2 separate regions of the Gasterosteus aculeatus genome follow, and region 2 is linked to region 1. The links are chromatin contacts, called in public Hi-C maps. All regions are on one chromosome and are shown on one strand. Each heading gives the region's core, a stretch centred on a gene start, on an enhancer-like site or on the middle of the called end of the contact. The rest is flanking DNA. Distances are from core to core; before and after follow the strand shown.

Evidence for each region. Hi-C and Micro-C count contacts between places; a contact is called where the count stands out from the background.
Region 2: a Hi-C map of tail fin shows a contact between it and region 1, with 4 times the contacts expected there. The contact joins the promoter of sgsm1a here to the enhancer-like site in region 1. A contact is called at or near these places in 4 of 6 Hi-C or Micro-C datasets (liver, skeletal muscle, tail fin and 1 more).

Annotation. Positions count from the first base shown.
Region 1 is chr13:10,703,043-10,710,409 of fGasAcu3.hap1.1, forward strand. It overlaps svopa (SV2 related protein a), which reads right to left. Exons shown (of 16, transcript XM_040196689.2): 9 at 7,314-7,367; 10 at 7,154-7,227; 11 at 6,900-6,976; 12 at 6,443-6,547; 13 at 5,874-5,985; 14 at 5,711-5,792; 15 at 5,516-5,605; 16 at 3,868-5,425. The coding sequence ends at 5,213. It overlaps LOC120831316 (D-amino-acid oxidase), which reads left to right. Exons shown (of 11, transcript XM_040196693.2): 2 at 668-863; 3 at 957-1,071; 4 at 1,438-1,514; 5 at 1,903-1,968; 6 at 2,209-2,263; 7 at 2,455-2,559; 8 at 2,636-2,718; 9 at 2,940-3,057; 10 at 3,214-3,312; 11 at 3,394-3,863. The coding sequence starts at 670. The coding sequence ends at 3,519. Among protein-coding and RNA genes, the nearest start is that of LOC120831316, 4.4 kb to the left of the region's middle. Within about 2 kb of position 5,774, at least 1 of the 9 cell types and tissues checked has open chromatin away from gene starts, as enhancers often do.
Region 2 is chr13:10,753,592-10,760,217 of fGasAcu3.hap1.1, forward strand. sgsm1a (small G protein signaling modulator 1a) reads right to left here and starts at 1,540. Exons shown (of 24, transcript XM_078086687.1): 1 at 1,432-1,540; 2 at 1,263-1,306. The coding sequence starts at 1,450.

The sequences.
Region 1 (7,367 bases), core at 4,524-7,023:
GAATTTTATTGCACGTTTATGCTAATATTTACGGTATATATTGGAACATGTATTAGAATACACGTTGACTGGAACTATTGAGAAAAGTATTTTTATTGCAGTTCAAAAATGGATGGTCCTTTTGAACTTTGAAATATAGGGCTTTTAATTTGGATAATTATCTAACTTTGTACAGTAAAAGTAGTCAGAATGGTCCTGAACACACATACCACAGTTATTGTCCAGAATCTTCAAAGATTCTGGACAATAACTGTGGTATGTGTGTGGTATGTGTGTTACTTGTTTTTTGTATTCCGGTTACTTGTTTAATACCGTAAATGTCAGCATACACGTGCACTAAAATTCAAGTGTCTGCTGAGTTGACCGCAGTGATAATTGAGTTGTCAAAATGGTTTTCACACTGGGAAGACTTCTAAACGCCAACTCCTAAACGTTTCAACTCAATATATCTGTCCAATCATTACTAAAGCTGCTTCCATACCACTACAACTAATAATGCACTTTTAATCATATAGGTAATACATGGATTATAAACAGAATATTTTCACCATTGCTATTCTAGTGTATTATAACTCAAGATTGACTTCCAAGATGTTGGCCTGCACACATCTGGGATGCATATGAGTCAGTCTCATACCTAAATGTCATGTGTCTCATCTTGATCGAGACATGCGTGTTGCTGTGATTGGAGCGGGAGTCATCGGCCTGTCAACAGCTCAGAGCATCTATGAGCAGTATCACTCCATCATCAGTCCGCTGACGATTGAGGTGTATGCTGACCATTTCACTCCACTGACCACTAGTGATGGAGCTGCTGGCTTTTGGCAGCCATATCTCTACGATGAAGGCAAAGTCCAGGAGACGTAAGCATATTCCACGTAATTCTCTTTTGATTTGCCATTAAATCTGTAAAAAATGGTTGGCATTTTTGTGCTGTATTGTCTCCTCTCTTTTAGGAAATGGAATAAAGAGACATTTGACTACTTGCTAAGCTTCCTCAGTTCACCAGAGTCTGTACAAATGGGTATTTTCCTTCAGTCTGGCTACAACCTCTGCACTGAACCAGCCCCAGTGAGTAGTACATTGTTCTTGAACTTAATCTGGCTTCAAAGATAAGATCTGCCCTTGTTTCAGAAGCCTTACTAAAAGAGAAAGACATTGTAAAACTTGTAAAAATGTAACCTCTATAACTAGCTCATAAATGTATTACATATCAGTGCGATATCCATCATTAACCCAAAGCGTTCGTGTCCAGCCGGACTTTGTTCAGTCACACAAAGACAAATGGCTGCAGTGGTTTGAAAACAATAACAGAGATTCCTCCACAAGGATTGGGACACTCAATCGTCACAGCAAGGATTATAACTAACACACAATAGCTGACCAGGACAAGTTTACAACATAAATGATAGAATATTGACTTGCTTTTGTTTGCAGGCGCCCTCATTTAAAGATATTGTCCTGGGCTTCAGGCAGCTCACAGAACGAGAGCTGCAGCTGTTCCCCGGATACAAGTAGGTATCCTGCTGAAACTGCCATGAAAGCAAAACAACAAGCATGAAGCAAAGCTGCAAATGGTTAAATATGTTTTCACGTCGTGCCAAACATATTACCTTTCCCACATTTGAGTGCAATAAAACCATACTGTATTTCAGACATTGAGAACAGCAAGACATATTTTACTAACATATACACAAAACCAAATAAAAATAATAATTCATCATTTTCATAGAACTGCAAAATTTCATGAAATAAATGTTTAGAAGCAATGAACTGTTCATGCTCATTAATTGGGTACGTTAAAGCATATCATTGGTGTTTAAAAAAAAAGTCCTTATATTGCGTGGTTCCTAATAAAAGTGTATAGCTAGATTCTCTGACTGTCTCTTCTAATATGTACAGTTATGGGTGGTTCAACACTGCTCTCATGGTTGAAGGTAAAACATACTTACCTTGGCTGATGGATTGGTGAGTCAAGTCCTGAGTTCAACTTACTTTCTATGTGTAGCTGTTTCAAACATCATTTATGAAATAGTTTATGTTTTGATCTGATAAACTAGCTATATGCTGTGTAGATGTAAATGGCCAGCGGGGTTTTCATATGAAATCTTGAATAACCGGTTCAGTCAAAAATAATATACATATATGTACTTTCAGCACTCGTTTTAAAGTGCTCATAATAAACATCTGGTTCTCTGTTATTCTCAGGTTGCAAAAAAGGGGAGTGAAATTTCATCACAGAAAAATAGAGTCCTTCCAGGAGGTTCGTAAAGGCTTTTCAATATATAGTTGCATAGTTTAGTATAGTTGTACATTGTTTTATTTTTGATTTTAGGATTGCTCTTTGTCTCTTACATCCTATATCGCCAGGCTGTTGTATTTTCCCTCTTACCTCCAAACAGATGTTATTGCTTGTTGGATTTGTTATCTCTTATCATGCTTGCCTGTATTTAGCTGGTAAAAACTGGGGCAGACGTGATCATTAACTGCACTGGGATGAGATCCGGAGAGCTCCAGCCGGACCCTGAGCTCAAACCAGGCCGTGGCCAGATAATAAAAGTGAGAGTGGTTCTATATCTATCTACAAAGGCACTATGCGAACAAAGGTTGTACCTGGTTATTCTTTGTTTTTCAGGTGGATGCTCCGTGGCTGAAGCATTGGATTCTTACCCACGATTTTAAAACAGGGGTCTATAATTCACCATATATCATTCCAGGGTAGTTTCAGTGACATCAAACACTGGGGATTCTGATGCATATCATTTAGGAGCCAACGTCTTTTGTAATGTTAGTAGTGAGGGACAGGAGGGCTGTGGACTTAGAGTATCATTTACATCAAAAGTTGCAGTGGTTATATAAAACTTTTAGAAGATTTTAAATTAAATTACAGTGTTTTTTGGGAGACAAAGAAAGACAAGGTTGTTGTAATTTGTTTGCAGAAGTCGCCTCGTGACGGTCGGAGGAATTTTACAGTTAGGAAACTGGAGTGAAAAGACTAACTCCACCGACCATAAACACATCTGGGAAAGCGCCTGCAAGCTGGAGCCGAGTCTCAAGGTGAGATGATATCAGAGTGTTTGTCTAGGAGCCCATACAAAGACTGTTTGTGTCAACTGTAATAAATGGTTTACAACAAGCCTCTGCCCTGCTACGGTATGTAACCGTGTGCATTTGCCTTTGCATGTGCACACGGCTCGTCGTTACTAACTTCAGCATGCCAGGCTGGTGGAGGACTGGGCCGGCCTGAGACCGGTTCGCAGCAAAGTCCGACTGGAGAGGGAGGCCATACAGTGTGGGGCGACTACAGTGGAGGTAAACTTTTAACAGCCCAGCAGCACTCCAACCAGTCTTTCATTTGACTTCTACATTTAAAATATCATGGCTCTCGTTCAGGTGATACACAACTACGGCCATGGAGGTTTTGGACTCACTATTCACCGAGGCTGTGCGCAGGAGGCAGCGAGGCTCTTTGGTCAGATTGTGGAACAAAAAAGCAAAGGTCCAAAAGCTCGCTTGTAAATTTGTACTGATTGGTGCCCTTCTTTTTAGAACAAGGAGGTCAGTGCCTTATATCACATACTGCTCAAACTGCTCTGGTTTGTAACTAACATTTAGAGCAAACACGTGTACCTTTGGATTAATTGTGTCGCTTCAAAACGATGCAATGTTTGTAACTTGAATGTGACTTTAAAGAGGAGACACTACTCACGTTGATTATTAATAACAAATGGATCATTCCAAAGTAGTGATACTTAAATTTGAAGGTTTTGTTGATTAAAATAAGTGTACAAATCTTCATAATGAAAATGATTATAACTAATATAACCATACTGTGTAGTAATAAATAAAAACATGAATCCAGGGCTGTTTTTGTTCTACTATTTACGATAATATCATACACATTTACATCCAGTGCATTGACAATAATGTGTGCACACATACATTTAATGCAGCACTATGAATCAAACACTGGCAGGTAAAGAGTCAGCTGGCCGGACCTGAACTGGTGAATCTCTCTTTTAAGTTTGTCTCTTAAACAAAACATTTCCCAGTGTGTCACTCAGACTGAGCAAAGTGTGTCTTCTCATCACCTTTGTTACAAACAAAAGTAGAGACAACAACTCAACCAGGTGTAGATACATTATTTACAGGAAGACAGAATGGACCACCCTGCTGGGCCGTTGCGTATACGTGTGTGTAGGTCTGTGTGTGCAGAGCCTCGAGGTCTGGTACAGGAGAGAATGCAACACCAAATATTTTTGTTAATGTAATTCCTTAAAATCATTTAACACTTACTATCTAGGTCGGGTCTGCTTTTAGTTTCATAATACGTTAACGTCAATGTACATAATTCTTTCTTTAAATGCAGCCCAGCATCTGTGGACTGTTTCTAGATGTGCACTAACTATGAAATATCTTTGACTGTATGTTTATTATCTTCTGATGAAGGTTTTGGCAGATTTGTTGGGTTGTTGTGAATGAAACGGTTTGTGGCTCCAGCAGAAAACAATGATCCATGTTGAAATGTGAAATGATACAAACACAGGGTTCGACACGGTGGCTGTCTGTCTGTACAGTATGTCCTTTCACTGGCACAATCTTCAACAATGTAACCCCAGACTGTATTTCATCTAATTGTCTTTTGATTTGTCAATGAGGACGTGTTCCTCACACCTGCCATATACAAGTTAAAAAGCTTGTGTTTCTTAACCAACAATTTGTGTGCACAAGACGGTCCTCACCCTTATCTCCGTATCGTGGATCTACGCTAACAGACACAACAGACAAGAGAAGTTCTCTCAAGCCCAAACTCGGAACAGAGTTAACCGTTAGACCCTCTTTGTTCTACTTTTCTTTTTTCCATTAGAAGGATTTAAATGCTTTACTTGAATTCATTCAATTCATTCATTCAAGAATGTTTCACATTTTATCCACCATTTATTTTCTCAATCTTGTACCTGTGATGGTTATTTTGTTGTTCCAGTTAAGAAGTGGCCAAACTATGACAGCAATAGCGGTCAAAGACGACATGATAAGATTTATAATATTGTGCCTGGCTCTCTGAAGCCACTCTGGTGCCGAAACTGAGGAGTCATAAAGTGGGACTGGAGCTGGACACCAAAGCTGGATTAGCTTTTTTTTTCTTTTGCCTCTTCTCACGTCTTTTCCTCACTGGTCCTCAAATCTCAATTGTGCTCCTGCCAACATGTCCTCAGTCCTGGGAAACAGGGGTGGAGGGAGGAATTCCCCCTGAGCTTTGGGAGGAGGCCCGACCCACCATCTCCTGGCCCCATTCGCGGTGGCTCGACTCCTGCAGGCCCCGGCCCGTTGTCTCAATTGGCAGTGCACAAGAGGCGATGGCGGCGAGGAGGCAGCAGCAGCAGTACACGGAAAGAGCCAGGTAAATAGATGACTCCAACATCACCTGCAGGATGAAACCCAGGGAAAAACATTTTTGTTACTTCCTCTTGTTTTGATGTCTTAAAAAGAAACAGTACTGACTGATGGGTGTTACCTGGGCAACAAAAGGTGTAATAAGGGCACCGACTCTGGCCATTCCACTGCTCATTCCCAGACCTAAAGCTCTGGTTGCTGTTGGGTACACCTGCAGGTTCAAGAAAAAAAACTGAGTAGGCTGGATCTGATTTTTTATTTTACTCAACGCAAGAAATAAAAGGAAAACATCTGACAGCCCTGGTAGACGTCTTACCTCTGGAGTGTACACGTAAGCAGCCTGGAATCCTCCCGCAATGAAAGCTCTGGCGATGAATATCAACACTGTCATGGGTGCTCTGCAACAGAGGAACCAGTAATGCTGGATGAATGGTGGACGCACAACGTCACGCTCAATGTTCTTCTCGGTATCACCTCACCTCCCGAGGCAGCCATACAGGGGAATGATGCACATGGAGAAGACGAAGAAACACAACGCCATGGTCTTCCTCCTGCCCAGTCGATCGATGGCCCACAGTGTCACCAGCAGTCCTATGCGACGGTTTAAAATTCAAGGCGTGTAGGACACAATTTGCTGACTTGCTCTTTATGTTACGGTGCAGCAATTAAATGAAATGTGTTTTATTATTACCATGACAATGACAGGTCATTGGTGGAAAAGCAGAGGGGTGACTAATAATCTTAATGATGGCTCCATTCTCTCTGGGTAAGCCAGGACTTTTGTCAGGAAGCCGGCCTGACAGCGAGGCCCTGGCACACCTAAATGGAATGGGGCCATCATTAATGTTATTTTTAACTCCTTGCCAAAGTGTCCTCTGTTAGAACATTGTCTTAACGTTATTAAGATGTTTACTTGTATAATAGGTATAAGGTATAATAAGTAATTATGATACAGTGGAACAACAAAGCCAATATAATTAACTACTATAGTAGAAAAGAATCATAGAAAAGAATAAAAAGACTGAGTGAAGACACAACTTATGTGTACCTGGGAATTCCGATAAGGTGGTCCACAACAGGTCTTTGTAGTCGTCAGAGTTCAAATATTTACACTCCAGGTTACATTGAAGATCTTTCTTGTTACCTTTGGACACTAGAGGGAGATATAAAACAACAGAAAACAGGATTATACACACCCAGCACAGGCCTGATCTGTGATTTAGCAAAAAACATACAGTAGAAATGTGTGGATATCTTAAATGGCAGATATGACTGATGACATTAAGGATGGCTCTGTTTCTTCACAGGTTTCAGGAGGCGTTGTTGTTAATGTTATCTGGCACACCTGTGCGAGGGAATCCAAAACGTTTGCCACTCCAGACTCTCTGCTGGTCTGACACATGTAACTAAACTGCAAATATCTCTTAACAGTGTAGCAAATAAGAATGTGAGTGCGTGTCCTTGAATGTGCGAAGTCATCCGTCGCTGTTCGAGCTGTGACTCACTTCCACATGCACCTCCCTCCTGAAAGAGCTCCGTAGTGAGCAGCACAAGCCCATAATAAGAGAAGGCATTTGCAAACCTGAGGAGGGAAACGGGATGAATTAATAGTGGTTCACTTGATTAGATTAATATGTCTGTGCCCTTGGAGAACATTGAGGTTTCGGAGCTTAAGAACAAATGAGAAACCTGTGGGTAACAACTCAGGGTGTCAGTAGGTGGCATTATCATTAGCTCCAATGATAATTATAATAATTACCAAATAAACCACAGCAGCACTGTGGTCCAGCGAAAATGGGAAGAAAATAGGTCTTGAATCTTTCCTCGTTCCTCCTAATTAAAATGACAGACAAAAAAAATAGGCAGCATAGATTAATATCATTCATAAATGTTTCTGTTCTGCAGAAAGTCTCTTTTACCTGTCTGTCAGCAACCAGTTTTCCCAGTGGCATGGGTGCTCCGTTCTCTGTGGC
Region 2 (6,626 bases), core at 290-2,789, 46 kb after region 1:
GTTGGGTAGCTAATGTCACCTGAACCAACAGAGAAAAACTAACAATAGCCTGTAAATGTGCAGCATAAAAGTTCAACAGTTTATCAAGAGTAAAATAATTATGGTCCACACTTGTTGTACAGGACACTTGATGGAAATGCTGTTAAACATGATGTTAATATTCATGAAGTTGCATTTTTCAGTCAATTCTTGACCCACTTGTTCAACGGGGTAAGATTGTGTAAGCCCAATCCTTGGGCCTAAATATATAATACATATATAACTCTACTGGAGTTCAATTCCTAATATCAGATGATTGCTGTGGTAGTTTCACCAGAATAAAATTTAGCCATAATGAACAGATCTAGAAAGCATCACTGATATAAAAAAAGAAGAACAATGTCAGAAAAAGCTAAGAAATGATGATTATTATTCACCTAGATGGATGTTCATGTAATGGGAGCTTTGCATCAGCCTCAGCACGACCTGTTCCCGTGCAACAGGCTCTAAATGTCAGTCCCTATGCTCCACATCTCCTCTCTCCAAGGGTCGGGGCCTATAACCTCGAGCAAAAGACCACAGCAAGCTAGAGAATCCACAACGATGAAGACCTCTAAAAAGAAATGTCATTCATAGTTTGAATGACAGACTAAATGGTAGCGACGTCTCATTTGATCTCCGCTGAGCTCTGCTCTTCTGTTTTACTGCGGTAACCTCAAATGATGATGATGATGATGAAGTGCTGAAGACCAGCTGAACAGACCACCAGAACTGCCTCCACCCCCCCCCCCCCCCCCCCCCCACACACACACACAGTTTGTGTAACAACCAAATGGCTCGGCTTGCTCTGCCATAAACACCACTAACACAATGTGTCCTCCTTCTCCATTCTCCTTCTCCACGAATATTATATATATATATATATATATATATATATATTTATTTATTGATTTATATTTATTGATTTATTTCTAAAGCCTCATGACCCCAAATAGGGGATAAGATGTATAGAAAACAAAAGATAAATACTTTAAGACTACTATTATTGATCTGCTATTCAGTGCGGGCTTGTTTTCTGATCTTTCCAAAGGGGCTGAGATGAACACCAAGCCATCGATCTCCGGTGTTGACATCAGGAAAACACGCATCGTTCATTTCCAGCGTCTCCAGGCTCATTCACACCCGCGGACAGGCGGAAACGGTCCCGGTTCACACACACACACACAAAAAAAAAAGCATGTTTGCTTTTCCAATCCGATAAGTGCTGAGATGAAACCACCCACCTCCTTCTTGACGGTGCGCAGCAGCCTCTGTCGGGTGTCCGCCTCTAAAAACACAACACAAACAGTCGCACGCGGGACGGATTAACGCCCTGCTGATTAACCTCCACCGGGTCCGCGCCCTCACATCAACACACATGTCATTTTATAAACATCGTTCTGCTGCTCCCACCTGTCATGATTGTTGCCATGGATGCTGTCTCCCGTCTGCGAGCGGCTCTCACCAGCTGAGTGCTGCTGGCGCACCGCGACCACAACTCCGCCCCCTCCTCCACCTGCTCCGCCCCCTCCACCGCCTGCCCCGCCCCCTCGTGCACCCCGCCTCTTAAAGACACGCGCGGTGCTTCTGCTGGATGTGCCCAGCGGACCCGTCTCACAATTGCGTTTGCTTTTTTCCACGTTTGCTTTGGCACGATTTTAATTCCTGGGACAATTATATAAAGACTCAACACAACACACACACACACACACACACACACACACACACACACACACACACACACACACACACACACACACACACACACACACAAAAGCCACTCAGATGTTCGTCAAAATGAAACATGTGGAGCTCCACGGTTTATAAAAGCACAGCTTTGTCAACACGTCTCCATCATGACAGTCGGTAACACGTCAATTCACTTCCAAGCGTCGTATTTTACACTGATTTTCAGGACAGAGCGTATTTATGAAGACAATATGGTATATTAAACAAATTGACAAGCAGTGTTTTGAGATGGCAAACAAGAAAATGTATGTCAATTTCGGTGATGAGTTTTGTCCTCTGGGAGTCAGCCTGAATGGGTGTTACTCATGTTTTAATTTGGTTTGCAGGCAATACAATCTGAGAACAACCTCCATTGGATATATTTTCTCACACATCATCTAACATTGACATGAATTTAACTGAATGAGGCAAAATACTGTACGGTCCTTATGGTAATAGTATTGTTTCACACATAGGGATCCATGCCAATAGATAAAACAAACATGGAATATACAGAGATGAGTCATGGGCGTGTTGTGTCTTCCTGACATGGGAACATTGGATCTTTATGCCATCTTGTGGCCGAGACAAGGAAAGACAAGATCTTGTGACAAGGATAATTGTATTTCGAAATCCTACAGATCTTTTTAATTTTTATTTGAATTAATCTGGTAAAATCATTCAGCACCCACATGATTCGGCATCTAAGATGTGCCATCGAAAGAATACACTGAATTTCAAAGCAGGTTTGCATCCCTGCTCCACTTGTAAAGCACCAGCCTGCAGTTACACAACTTGGGACACATCAGGTTCACTCTCTGGATTGACCTTAACAACGCGTACACACAAAACACCTCAAATCTGTGTTTGACAAATTAAAGCTGTCATGCTTCTGCATTTTACTTGAATGCATATTGATGATAATTTGCATTTGACAATTTTCTTCAACCCCTTTGTTGAAGTGTAAATGTGGCAAAATATCCCATGATTTGTCTGATTGTACTTTGAGTGTATGATCTGTGTTCCCACGAAGCAACGAGTCTTACACTCACGAGTGTATTTTATGAGCGAGAACGCGTCTGAGTCAAAAAATGAGCAGGAGGCGTCCGCAGGCGTCGGTGCACCAGTCCGGCTCCGCCTGCAGGACCTGGCTGTCAGGTAGATGAGGTGGTGAAAGGATGGAGGGATAACACAGGGTGACAGACTGAGAGGGGCTGGACCCCCCCGGAGCTTCCCTCATAGTTTCACAACAAACAAAATCCGATAATACTCGACCAAACTACAATTACTACACTTTTCAGACATCCAGGAATTAGTATATGAAATATTCATTTAAAATACGGAGCGGCAGTTAAAGTGTCCCCGCCTGAGAGGAAGGAACTGTCCCTGCTTCATTGTGAGGACTCCTCTATTTTCCACACAAGCACCCTCTTCAACCCAGGATTCCCTTGCTGGGATGAGTCACACCTTCACTGGATAATTTCAGGTAATGGCATGTCTTTCTAAATGCCATACCAGGACTTCTGCCCGAGTGAACATCTCAGAGGAGCTCCTCTCCATGTTGCCTTCGCTCACTTTTTAATGGGTTTGTGTTTGTCATTTCAGTGCCCACAATAAACCACGACACGTAACAGTAAAGAGGAAAATCTGCAGGTGCGTTGACTCATTAATGGGAGTTTATCTTGTCACATTTCAACAGAAAATCCAAACAGCGCCAAAGGGGAAAGTTACATTTACTAAGTTGTGATTTGGAGATGAGAGGAATTTACGAAAACCAACCAAACTAAACTAAATAAAAGTCAACGTTTTAGAAATAACGTCTGTAATGTCCACGTCTGTTTGTCTGTCAACGGAGCACATGCACATGTCCATGTGTGATTAGACCCGACGTGCTCTAACAGGCACCAGCGCGTGCAATAGAGCCTCCTGTCAGTCTGATGTTCTTCTGCCCTTATGTGGCAATGCAGATTGACAGGGTTGTATATTAGAGAAGGCCAGTGCTATATGGTTTGTTGTGATGTTGTTATGCTTTTGACCCTCAGGGGCCACCACACCTCGGCTGAGCAACCGCAGCCTCCCCCCCCCCAGCTGATTGTTTACCCCCCATCCTGGCATCTATATCTATCTATCTATCTATCTATCTATATACACTGTAACAAATTGCTGTAAATTTGCGGTGCATTTCTAACGATATCTTACAGTATGTCATAATAACTGTAACATACAGTTAAATTTCCATCCCTTGCTTGTAAATTAACGGCCAATGTCATGAATAAACAGTTAAAGCTGTCAATTTACAATAATAGCAGACTACCGTAATTCAACTGCATGTTACATATATTTTATGAAGTGGTGGAAATACACATACAAGTGCAGTGAATCACAATCCATCTACATCTGTTGTAGGTTAATGAATGGAATCCCATGTCAGCCACTGAAAAACAGGTCCTGTAAGTCACCATAATGAGATGGTATCTCATGAGATACGATGATGACTTTGACTTACAGGACATTACTATACATGCAGCTGTCACTTTTATCCAAAACGCCCATGGTTTGACATAATTGTATGTGGAGTAATTGGGGGTTAGGGGTCTTGCTCAGGGACACTTCGACTTGGCACAGGATTCGAACCGCTGACCTTGCACTGCACAACACACCCTCCCTATCCCTTGCACCACCTTTCCCATCATTTCAGTGGCCAGAATGTAAACATTATAAATATTTGTATTATTCAAAGTGTTCATTGCCTAATAGTCATTTGAGTGTTAATCGTGACCGACTGCTCCTGAACGTGACGTCAGACGCGTAATCTCAGTTCATCCAGAACACCTGAGCAGTTCAACATCGGAGGAGTTTCTCATTGCCTCGTCTCTGCGAGTAACGTTGGTAAGTGTTATTTGCCTAGCATGATTAACATTCTTTTTCATTCTCTTTCCTTACATCTTGTTGTCTTCCTCATCTTTGTAATTTTAATATTTTACCATTGACAGTGTTTCTAAATATTTTATTTTGGTTTGTTTTACAGAGGCACTGGATTAAGGACGGCAGCCGTTTGCTGCGGTCAATTGAAAGTGTTCCATAGCGTATTGTTGCAGTTAGTTTACCTTGTTCCTAATAATTTTATGATTCATTTTTTTATTATTGTATACATTATTATATTTTATGTTTTATTCTTGGTTACAAATATCTAACATTTTTGTCTTAAAGGCATCTAATAAACTCCAACCACTATGACCGAAATGAGTTTGGTTGTCTTTCTTTAATTTGTGGGGAATTAAATGCAAAAGTATACGGTTATAGGTAAACGGTAACATTCTGGTATTTATAACACAAAAACAGTAATCGTAGGGTAACACTGTAACTGTAATCCAATATACGACAACATACCATATATTACGGTAGGGCACTGTAAATAAAACAGTAAGTTACCAGCGTCGACTGCCAGCAAATTGCAGTTAATTCACAGTAAAATTGGTTCAAGTTTACGGTAACATACGGTAATCCATTTTACGGTAACATAGTGTAAAAACCATTTACGGTATTATACCGTAAAATAATGGTAAATTCCTGATCTATCTATCTACTGTATCTATCTATCTGCTGTATGTATGTATCTATCTATCTACTGTATCTATCTATCTACTGCATCTATCTATCTATCTACTGTATCTATCTGCTGTATCTATCTATGGATCTATCTGCTGTATCTATCGCTCTATCTGCTTTGCAGGCTCTGCTTTTGCAACTCCATCGATCAACAATAGGGTATAGAATTACAGTATTAACAGCTTTTTTCCATTTGCCAGCTTCAGGTTGATGTTGAGACCAGGTCCGTCACCACTTGGCTTTTATAATAAGGGACAGTTTTACGATGGCCCCGGATCCTCCCATCTATTTGTCATATCAATTTCACAAAGTAAATTCATTGGGTGCACTTTCTCTCCTGCGTGACTGAATATCCAGTTCGCGCCCTTTTCAGTGCTCAGCGCTAAAAGCTGTGAATTTGATTACAACGTATTATTATCAGGTTTTTCCTAATGAGTGCAGGTAAACTGCTGGGATTCTCTTCAGCTGTATTCCCCAAACTATATTAACATGGAATGAGGAAGCCAGGATGGCTCAAGGTGCATCTCACATCTCTAGGTATCAAACTTAATGGCTGCCGTCTTTCAGAAAAACAGGACCTTGACCTTTTGTTTAACATCTTTACTAAATTACTAACATGCTTTGTCTCCATTTTGTGAATGAGAACTTTGTAAACAAAAATAATCTCCGAACAATTTATTAATTGTTACAAAAGATTTGGATTTCTTATTCATTCAAGCTAATTGCAGGTGTTTTAGCTCTCATATGCAAATGAGGAGGTTGCCTACAACTTTCGCAATAACATATTTTTCAGTTCAAAACTGATGAGTTGATTCTGCGTTAAGTTGTCACATTATTCTCAATTTCTTTCATTCAGCATTCAGCTGCACAAAACATCAACATACAATCCGTGTAAGAAGCATTTTACCGTTGACTCACAGACTCTGACAAAACAACTTTTTATCTTGGGGGCATCGGCCAATTGACACAATATTTTGGCTTTTGTAGACATGCAAAAGAGCATTAAAACTGTCCCATGAAACAAAGATGAGAATGTTTCGACTTGAAGCGATTGAGAAAAACGGTATTACATGTTTTACTATAAGCTAACAATTGTATTGCCTGGCAGCATGTAGAAACCTTTGACCGAGCATCGGTCACTGTTTTTCATATATTGTTGGAATTTTATAATTCAAATTGACACAAAAATATTTAATTTATCAGTTAAATGACCCATGTCACAGAAAATGATGTATTAAAATGAGCTAAAAAGGCACATTGAGTGGCCAAGT